Regions from separate parts of the Danio rerio genome. Here region 1 is linked to region 2. Evidence: chromatin contacts called from public Hi-C data. All regions are on one chromosome and are shown on one strand. The core of a region is the stretch at or near the end of the contact, and the rest is flanking DNA. Distances in the headings are between cores, read along the strand shown. Region 1 holds the start of foxc1a (forkhead box C1a). Region 2 overlaps LOC141377573 (a long non-coding RNA gene).

Region 1 (5,943 bases), core at 459-2,958, 220 kb before region 2:
AGAGGCGCTAAGGTGAAGGATGACATAATTCTCACCCGTTTGACCAACGGTGACACATGTGAGGTGTTTTGCTTTACCCATTTGTTTCTCAGGGCTTTTAATCTCGCTCGCACTTGGAGCAAACTTTCGCACCTCGGCTCTTTCTCCAGAGTCTTCTTAACTTACTTAATTCCAGCATAATGAGCTCTCTGGCCTGGATGCTGTGCTTTGATCCGCTCAGCAGTGTTGATTGAGACCGTTAACTAACAGCCCGTGTTAATAAAGAACTAGCAGTGCGACTTAAAATGCAGGAAGCCTCCGACCGGAGATTATTTACACTAAGTCCCGTATTGATTATTTGAAAACAAATGTCCTCTAAACTTACTAATAGGCTTCATGTGGTAGTGCGAAATACACGTCATTATATATGATTACCACTTGTTTTACACTGAATTAAAGTGTTTGCATAAGTTATTAATTGTATAATACATGGAGGTGAAATCTGTTTTATTCATTATATATATATATATATATATATATATATATATATATATATATATATATATATATATATATGTATATATATATATGTATATATATATATATATATATATATATATATATATATATATATATATATATATATGTATATATATATATATATATATATATATATATATGTATATATATATATGTATATATATATATATATATATATATATATATATATATATATATATATATACATATATATATATATATATATATATATATATATATGTATATATATATATGTATATATATATATATATATATATATATATATATATATACATATATATATATATATATATATATATATATATATGTATATATATATATGTATATATATATATGTATATATATATGTATATATATATATATATATATATATATATATATATATATATATATATATATATACATATATATATATATATACATATATATATATATATATATATATATATATATATATATATATATATATATATATATACATACATATATATATACATACATATATATATATACATACATATATATATATATATATATATATACATACATATATATATATACATATATATTCATACATATATATATATATATATATATACATACATATATATATATATATACATATATATACATACATATATATATATATATATACATACATATATATATATATATATATATATATATATATATATATATATATATATATATATATATACATACATATATACATAATAAAACAGATTTTACCTCTGGGTATTATACGATTAATATATATATATATATATATATATATATATATAAATAATATAAATGACGCATTAAGTAGCTATTATTAAATGATTAAGGCACACGATATATATTAATATAACATTTCAAATGCTGTATTTTAATCTTGTCATTAAAATATTTATGTTTTGCTGCTTAACCTCGCTGTATGGCTGTAGTTTGCGGAGAAACTATGGTTCTTTAGCGTCTGGAGAAGTGTGTGTTTGGCCAGGGTGGGCTGGGACGTCCCAACACCTCTCGTTTTTCTTCAACCTTGTGTGTGGCCGCTTGCTTGCACGGCCCGACCTCCCATTGGACAGCTTAGATATTATTGGGAGGAGTCTTACTGGCAGCAAAAGGGGAAAAGTATTGAAGTGCGCAAAAACTATTATGTAGTGACCGATGCTTAGCGTTTAGAAGTTTTCCGATGCGCGCTCCGAGAGAAAGAGGTGGCCAGTACGCGAGTCTTATCAACACCCGGTGCAATAGTCCGGTTTTGTAAATACGGTGGACTCTGTGGTGGATTCCCATTCCCAGATTCAGAGGAGGCGCATTTCAAGCAGGATTGTGTGTGTGTGTGTGTGTCTGTGTGTGGATTGCTTCAGTCTTCTTGACGACTGTTCTTCGCCAGCTGTACGCCGTTTTGGAGAGCAGTCATGCAGGCGCGCTATTCCGTCTCCAGTCCCAACTCGCTGGGAGTTGTGCCGTACATCAGCAGCGACCAAAGTTATTACCGAGCCGCCGCCGGAGGGGGGTACACCGGCATGCCAGCCCCCATGACCATGTACTCTCACGCGGCCCACGACCAGTACCCCGCCAGCATGGCGAGGGCATATGGGCCATACACTCCACAGCCGCAGCCTAAGGATATGGTGAAACCCCCGTACAGCTACATTGCGCTCATCACAATGGCAATCCAGAACTCCCCGGACAAAAAGGTGACCCTTAATGGTATTTATCAGTTCATCATGGAGCGCTTTCCCTTTTACAGAGACAACAAGCAGGGCTGGCAGAACAGCATCCGGCATAATTTATCCCTGAACGAGTGCTTTGTCAAAGTTCCACGCGATGATAAGAAACCCGGAAAAGGCAGCTACTGGACCCTCGACCCGGACTCGTATAATATGTTTGAGAACGGCAGCTTTTTGAGGCGACGACGGCGATTTAAAAAGAAGGACGCCATGAAGGACAAGGAGGACCGAGGTGTTAAAGAGGCGCCGTCCCGCCAGGCGCAGCCGCAGGCCCGCGAGCAGGAGCAGTCGGTGCCTGGCTCTCAGCCCGTGCGCATTCAGGACATTAAAACCGAGAACGGCACGTCCACTCCTCCGCAGGCTGTTTCGCCCACGCTAAGCACCGTCCCGAAGATCGAGAGCCCCGACAGCAGCAGCAGCATGTCGAGCGGCAGCCCGCACAGCATCCCTTCCACCCGCTCCCTCAGCCTGGACAGCGCTGGAGAGCAGCACCACCAGGCCCCCGCGCAGGGCTTCAGCGTGGACAACATCATGACCTCCCTCCGCGGATCGCCGCACAGCTCCGGAGAGCTCACCCCGTCTCTCGTGGCTCCCTCGCGGACAGGTATAACACCCACGTTGTCCCTGAATTATTCTCCCAATCAGTCGTCCGTGTACAGCTCGCCCTGCAGCCAGAACTCTATCTCGACTACCTCCAACGCCACCTATCACTGCAACATGCAGGCCATGAGCTTGTACGCGGGCGGAGATCGCTCGGGCCACTTGGGGACCACCGCTACCACCGTGGACGAAACTCTGCCTGATTACTCGATCACGACCACCACGTCGTCGTTGAGCCACGGGAATCTGAGCTCGGCCCAGGAGGGCCACCATCCGCACCAAGGGCGCCTCGCCTCATGGTACCTGAACCAGGCCGGAGACATTGGCCATCTAGGCGCGACGTACCCAGCGCAGCAGCAGAACTTCCATTCGGTTCGAGAGATGTTCGAATCGCAGAGAATCGGTCTGAATAATTCGCCGGTAAACGGGAATAACAGCTGTCAAATGTCGTTTCCCCCGAGCCAGCCCATTTACCGCACGTCGGGGGCTTTTGTGTATGACTGCAGCAAATTTTGACCAAACCAGTATTTCGATTAATTTTTATTTTTGTCTTGTTGTTCTTGATTTTTCCTCCGTTCTTTTCGTCGATACTGACAGACGCTGATATTTACTACCCCGTGGTGGACTGAACAGAAACACAAACGCGAGTCAGACACTTGATCTTGGTTTGTTAAGGGCTGTGTTACTCCCAATAACACGTAAGTTTTCTTCGTTTTTGTGAGCTATATGCTGGGCTGTGTTGAAATGCGTCAGACGTTTATGGACTTGTTATTAAGTGTAAATTGCATATAGTAATTTATTTCTAAAGTGTAGTCGGATATTATGGACCAAACACCAGAACGTGTTTCTAAATTGAACTTCATTCATTGTCCAAATGTTCCATTATTATAACAAGGGACGGAACATGTATAACGCCATATTCTTTCAAACTATCTCCTTTTGTTGAAACAGTATTCTGAAGGAACTGCATTGTTTGTTTAATAAATTGCCATGCTATTTGAGTTAAAATTAGGCTACGCCTGATTTCTTAAACCCATGCCAAGAACAGACATGTGTGCGGCTAGTGGAGTAATAATGCACAATAACTTGAAAACGGTTCCAATTACCGAAATAAATGATCCAAATAAGCGCGTCTAGATGATTGGAGTTTACTGCGGCACACTTGAACGATCGTCTTATCTTAAAATGACCCAGACCGCACGCGTAGAAATGAATACACACCGATCACGCACATTGATTCATGTGCAAATAATCAGCTGTTACGCATGCAAATTGCAAATCTTTCAGCTTTTTAGGGAAATGTGCAATGCTAAATATGCATTCATGAGTTCTGCTAGCCACTGCCTTGTGGGATTTTTTCAATCATTTATACCCATATGTAGCCATTTATATAATTTTAGTGTTCGTATAATGCAGGAACCTAATACAGTATTTTCCCTAATAATTAATGCATTGATTAAAATGTTTAAAGTGTGACTGATTTACATTTAAATAATCAAATTAAGACTATTGTTTTTGTTAGTTTACAAATGTTGCTTGTTAATAGTATTTGTAATAAATTAGACTCAATTATATTTAATTTTATAAACAGTAACTTATCGCTTTATTTTTTTTAAGTAAAAAGTGATTAGTTTTAACACCAATAAAAGTCATCCTAAAGGTTTAGCCCGTATGCTGATAACTATAATGCTTTTAACAATGCAGTAAATAGCAATAAAACCAAAGTTTGTCGTGCATAACTATTTATATTTTAGTTGCTGTAAGTGTGCGACGTGTTTTTGATGATTTGCTCTTACGCAACTCAGTGTGCCAGACGTGCACTGTCTGTCATCATCCTGACCTGAGGCCTTTGGTAACAGTCTCTCAGTCATTGTAATTCACCGCGTGTGTTCAGTGTCCACGTGTTTACTTGCGCATAGCTTGGTTAATATCATACCAGACATGCCAAAGATGCCCAAAATCACCACTGGAGGATTGGACATGAGTTATAGAAGGCGCAGCGCTTGCGCTTCATAAATAAGAAACGCATATTCAGAAAAGGGCCTGGTAAAATCACTAAAGCAAGAGTTGTAGATTGTATTCCTGCAATTTATTTAAACAAGTCGAAACGTGTGAATTAAAAAACGTGATGCATATTTTTATATAGAAGCCCTGTTTAGACCTGAGGGGGACAAAAAAGCGAGTTGGAGTTTTTATATTCTAATTAATTTTAAATGTGTAGATGTAGACACCATAAGCACGAAATGATCAAACAATGCAAATAAAAATAAAATAATGATATAAAATAATACGAATAATAAAATGTCGGAAAATGGAAGCGTATTTATCATGAAAACTGTAGGCATATCGATTATTATTATTATTATTATTATTAACATTATTATTATACCAGACAATATTGTGTTCTTATGTGCATATTTTTCAGTCTACAGCCCAGTAATAGGCCCAAAGACCTCGAGGGCAAACGCACACGTGTTCTCATTGCCTCCGCGCTTCACTTATTTTCATTGCATGAGCGGTTGGTAGTGATTACAGCGGTTAATTAATCGGCCAATTAACTAGCGTTCGTCAACAAAACGTCTCGGATTTTGCCTCTTTCCCTCGGTATGGTATGTGGCGAATGTGCCCGTATTGAGCTCGCCAAAAACAATATAGAATTTTGCAAACTTTTAAGCTAAAATAGGCTTTATTTCACACTCTTAGTGTTCATATGTTTAAATGTTAAACATGTTTAAATAATTAAATAATTAAATAATTAATGTTATACCGCTTTAGACAAACTGTGGAAATTTCAACAGAGATTAGACTATAAGCTTATAATTTTATATAACCTGCAGTTTATTACTATTACTACTACTACTACTACTACTACTATTATTATTATTATTATTATTATTATTATTATTATTATTATTATTATTATTATCACTTATAATATATGCATTATTGCTTTTTTTATTGTTGTTGATATTAATTTTACTATTATAAGTAGTAGTAGTAGTAGAAGCTATTATTATTATTATTGATAATAATAATAATAATATTAATAGGTATAAATTTCAAG
Region 2 (5,649 bases), core at 2,709-5,208:
ATAATTTTCATAATTAAAAAAAAAAATTGCATACTAACATCCAGGAAAACTCCCATAGATATCACATAGATATATGTGTATATGTGTATATCTCTGGCTCTCTAGTGTCTATCGACACTTATAATGTTAACCTGCACTCCATTGAACTTCTAAACAGGCTGCACATGATCAGAATACTTTTTTATTTTGAGCCTTTTTTGTGCAGTACATTTTTCTTCTCTCAGTGTGAGATGGAAAGAAGAGAGTCTCTTACACTTTGGGCACAATTTCCTCTGTGTTTCCTCCCAGTAGAGCAGCGTCTGCAGAATGTGCAGAGTAGAGCTTTTGTGCAGTGCTGAATGTGAGCTGCCAATGAGACACACACACATACACTCACACACACACTCACACACACACTCACTCACACACAGAGAATTCTAAATGTATTTATTTAGAATTCTATTTATTTATTTTTTATTTGCTTAAATTGTTTTGTTTTTTCCATTTTATTTATTTTTTCTTTTGATTTATTTTTGCATTTTTTTCCTTTTTTTATATATTTGTTTTTTTATTCTTTTTATAATGTTACACATTTTATTTATTTATTTATTCTTTTTATTATTATTTATTTTCTTATACATTTTTCTTTATTTATTCGTTTAATTTTTTTCTTTTTTCCTTTTTTATTTATTTATTTAGTTTTCTATTCTCTCTATTTATTTATTTATTTATTTATTCATTTTATTATTTGTTTATTTATTTATTCTTTTTATTTACTCTTTTGTTATTATTTTCTCTTTTGTCCTTTATTTATTTATTTATAAGTTCATTGAATTTGTTTCTCTTTTTTCCTTTTTATTTATTTATTTATTTACTTACTTTCTAATCTTTCTATTTATTTATTTATTTATTTATTCTTTTTATTCTTTTTAATTACTCTTTTGTAAATTTTTGTCTCTTTTGTCATTTTTTATTTATTTATTTATTTTTTCCATCTTTTTCCTTTTTATTTATTTATTTTGTTTTTATTCTCTTCATATTTTTTTCATTTTATTTATTTATTCTTTTTAATTTTTTTTCTTCTCTTTTTCCTTTCCTATTTATTTATTTACTTATTTTTTATTCTCTTTATTTTTTTCCATTTTATTTTATTTTTTATTTGTCCTTTTTATTTATTTGTTTATTTATTTATTATTATTTTTGTCTTTTATTCATTTATTTATTTATTTTTCCTTTCTTTCATTTTTCAATTTTATTAATGTGTTTATTTAAATACACTTGTGGTAATAATTCTCTGTTTCTTTTTCTTCCCTTTTTCATTCATTCGTTCCTTTTTTTTCTTTTTTTTTTTTGCTTCTTATATGCCTTAAAAATCTAATAATTCAATTCGATTGCTTACTCCTATATTGTCTCACCAAACACACACACACACACACACACACACACACACACATTTAGTTGTGCAGTTCTGATCTGCAGTCTGGAAGAATGGCTGGATTTTTGATCATAAATCTGTGGCGGGACAGCGTGGAGGAAAATCTGCTATAAGAGATGTTTGACAAATGAAATATGAAAGACGTGACGTGATTATTACACACTTGTGGTACAATATGAGATTTATTCAACACAAAATTAAGCAGATATACTGTATAACAGACTACTGGACTGGATGATGAAGACTTTTCACCAAAAATGCTTTTAACCAAAGATTCATGAAAATACTGTCAAAAATAAAATCTTGTTCAGTTCAGTCCATATCTGACCCAATGTTAAGATAAGATTATCCAGCACTTTTTGGAGAGCACTTATTTTTTCCAATTACTGCTCATATTTTTCATTGTAATAGTCATAATTGGGGCGGTGCGGTGGAGCAGTGGGTAGCAATATCACCTCACAGCAAGAAGGTCGCTGGTTCGAGCCTTGGCTGGGTCAGTTGACATTTCTGTGTGGAGTTTGCATGTTCTACCCTGTGTTGGTGTGGGTGTTGGTGGGGTGTTGGTGTTTGGTGCGGGAGCCGAGGCTCGAACCAGGACCTTCTTACTGTGAGGCCACAGTGGCTAACCACTGAGCCACCATGCCAGCCTATTATTATTATTACATTTTAAAAATTGCTGGGTTATTGTAACCCAATATTGGGTTGAATATGGACAAAACCAACCATTGGGTTAAGAAGTGCCATTTAAATGCGAATTGATAAAAATGAACTTGAATGTTCAGACTTTTATTTAGAATTATTTTTATTTATTAACTCTTTTTTTTCTTAGTTTTCTTTTTTCCGTTTTATTTATTTATTTGCTCTTTTGTTCTCTTTTTATATATTCATTTTTTATTCTTATAATTTTTTTATCTTTTTTTCATTTTTATTTATTAATTTGTTTATTCATTTCATTTTTTCTCTTTTCCTTTTTCCTTTATTTATTTTTATTTTTCTATTCTCTTTATTTTCTTTTTCACATTTTATTTATTTATCTATTTTTTTATTTATTCTTTTATTTCTCTTTTGTCCTTTATTTATTCATTCATAATTGTTTTCTCTTTTAGATTTTATTTATTTATTCTTTTAATTTTAATTTATTTATTTAGTTTTATATTCTCTTTATTAATTTTTTTTTTCCATTTTATTTATTCATTGGGTTAAAATTGCCATTTAAATGTAAATTAAAATGAACTTTAATGTTCAGACTTTTATGTTTTATTTCTCTATAATTTTCAATCAATTTTAACTAATTTTTCATAAAAAAAATAAATAAATAAAATAATTTTCTCTAAAACACCATAAACCCAACAATGAATTAAATATTTAACATGATCATACATGACTCGTGATGCATTCATAATTTTAGTTTGCTGTGTTTAAAATTCGCCATTCCCAGCCACCATTCATCTAAACTATATTCAAAAAGGAGCAGCTTAGACATTCTGCAAAATATCTCTTTTCCAAAATACATCTTATTTTAAAGTGTTCTCGCTGCATACTAATTATTGATAAAACAAATTATACTACTGAAGAAATTACAATTAATTTAATTGTACTACTCAGTGACTGAATGAATATTCACACTGTAAGAAGCACAGCATGAAATAATGTGAGTCTAAAAGCAGGAACAATCTGTTGAGAGTTTAGTAAGTGAATGCAGTACGCCTAAACTGACAGATTTCTACAGTCTCCATCATGATGTATTGAGTAAATGATGACAGGTTAGCTATTCTGGGACAAAATATTTGATCAACAATCAAGTTTCCTTCATATAATTTGCATGCCTACAGTAATGATGTACGCCACATGATTAAAACAAGTGCTCGTCAGTGGATTTGGTATGCATTGGATCTGCAAGGCCAGACATGTTGTTTCAGAAAATAACATACACACACACACACACACACACACACACATACTTGTATACATGGTTTACAGGGACACTGTACATACATGTTTTTGTCTCGTTTAGTCTAAATTTCTACAAATTCTGAAATCAGGAAGCATTTTCCAGACAAGCACAAAATATTGTGTTGTTTCAGAAATAATGAGTCAAAATTAAAACAAGCTAAATAATCTAGCAATGGGGGAAGAGAAATAATCTTGTTTTTCCTTTTGGCAAAAGATTATTCTGCTTACGTCATTGTCAGATTAATTTGCTTGCATTAGAATAGAAACAAGACAAAATATCCATGTAAGAAAGGCTTTTCTTCAGTGTGTAATGTATTTCATGGAGTAAAACCTGCTCATTACATGGTCTTAGCCCTAAACCTAACAATTACAGCGATCCTGTGGCTAAATACGATTGTCAAAAGACCTCATAGAGTATGATTATCAAGCATTTTGAGTTACGAGGACACAAGGTAATTCTGTAAACCACCTTAATACGTCATACACATGCCTGTAAACCATATAAACCTGCACACATACTGAGCCACTCTCGCACGTCTCTGGGTTACAGGTTAGCGAAGGTCTGTTTTCTGATGGCTGTAGCCCACATCCCCTTCCCTCATGCTGATAAAGTGCAGTGATAAGCAGTCGGCCCCGGCCCTCAGGGGCCCGAAACACACAGACACATGTCTGACAGCAGAAAAAGAGAGAAGTGCTGAGAAGTCGAGATGCAGAGAAAGAGGAGAGGATCCGTCCTTCTGCTGCAACATAACTCACGTCTGAACACTCTCAGAAAAAAGCCTTTCAACTCAATCACAGTGGAAACACGAGCGGAAGGAAATGTTGCTTTGGTGTGTTTCTGCATTGGTGGAATGACTTCCTGCTCCCGAATAAAGGACTGTTCCTCTGACAGCCTCCGTCTGGAGCCGCCCCGCAGAACAATAAGGAGCGATGAGGAGAAATAAGAAGCAATGAGGAGCAATGTGGAGAAATGAGGAGCAATTAGGGTCAATGAGGAGAAATGTGAAGGAGTGAGGAAAAATGAGGAGCAATGAGGAGAAATGAGGAGAAATGAGAAGCAATGAGGAGAAATGTGGAGCAATGAGGAGAAATGAGGAGCAATGAGGAGACATGTGGAGCAATGAGGAGACATGAGGATCAATGAGGAGAAATGTGGAGAAATGAGGAGCAATGAGGGTCAATGAGGAGAAATGTGAAAGAGTGAGGAGAAATGAGGAACAATGAGGAGCAATGAGGAGAAATGAGAGTCAATGAGGAAAAAATAGGAGAAATGTGGATCACTTAGGAGAAATGAGGGTCAATGAAGAGAAATGAGGAGCAATGAGGAGAAATGAGGAGAAATGTGAAGGAATGAGGAGAAATGAGGAGCAATGAGGAGAAATGTGGAGAAATGAGGAGCAATGAGGAGAAATGTGGAGAAATGGGGAGCAATAAAGGTCAATGAGGAGAAATGTGAAGGAGTGAGGAGAAATGAGGAGAAATGAGAGTCAATGAGGAAAAATGAGGAGAAATGTGGATCAATTAGGAGAAATGAGGGTCAATGAAGAGAAATGAGGAGAAATGAGGAGCAATGAGGAGAAATGTGAAGGAATGAGGAGCAATGAGGAGAAATGAGGATCAATGAGGAGAAATGTGGAGAAATGAGGAGCAATGAAGGTCAATGAGGACAAATGTGAAGGAATTAGGAGAAATGAGGGTCAATGAGGAGAAATGAGAAGCAATGAGGAGAAATGATGAGCAATGTGGAGCAATGAGGAGAAATGAGGAGCAATGAGGAGAAATGTGAAGGAATTAGGAGAAATGAGGGTCAATGAGGAGAAATGAGGAGCAATGATGAGAAATGAGGAGCAATGAGGAGAAATGAGGAGCAATGAGGAGAAATGAGAGTCAATGAGGAAAAATGAGGAGCAATGAGGAGAAATGAGGAGCAATGAGGAGAAATGATGAGCAATGAGGAGAAATGAGGGTCAATGAGTAGAAATGTGGATCAATTAGGAGAAATGAGGGTCAATGAGGAGAAATGAGGAGCAATGAGGACAAATGAGGAGCAATGAGGAGAAATGAGGAGCAATGAGGAGAAATGATGAGCAATGAGGAGAAATGAGGGTCAATGAGTAGAAATGTGGAGCAATGAGGAGAAATGAGGAGCAATGAGGAGAAATGAGGAGCAATGAGGAGAAATGAGGAGCAATGAGGAGAAATGTGGAGCAATGAGGACAAATGAGGAGCAATGAGGAGAAATGTGGAGCAATGAGGACAAATGAGGAGCAATAAGGAGAAAT

What was found. A called contact is a pair of places that touch in the nucleus more often than the background predicts.
Region 1: a Hi-C map of embryo shows a contact between it and region 2, with 2.7 times the contacts expected there. The contact joins the promoter of foxc1a here to the enhancer-like site in region 2. A contact is called at or near these places in 6 of 18 Hi-C or Micro-C datasets (caudal fin, embryo, hematopoietic stem cells and 1 more) and 2 of 4 datasets of contacts at active chromatin or transcription factors (caudal fin and gastrula embryo).

The regions. Positions count from the first base shown.
Region 1 is chr2:836,821-842,763 of GRCz12tu, reverse strand. It overlaps foxc1a (forkhead box C1a), which reads left to right and starts at 1,708. Exons shown (of 1, transcript NM_131728.3): 1 at 1,708-3,887. The coding sequence starts at 1,965. The coding sequence ends at 3,395. All of the region lies in intron 1 of LOC141377579 (a long non-coding RNA gene), which reads right to left. It also overlaps a transcript of znf1014 not described here.
Region 2 is chr2:614,625-620,273 of GRCz12tu, reverse strand. The region is part of intron 1 of LOC141377573 (a long non-coding RNA gene); the gene reads right to left. It also overlaps a transcript of znf1014 not described here. Among named protein-coding and RNA genes, the nearest start is that of mylk4a, 93 kb to the right of the region's middle. Within about 2 kb of position 3,958, at least 4 of the 62 cell types and tissues checked have an H3K27ac peak or open chromatin away from gene starts, as enhancers often do.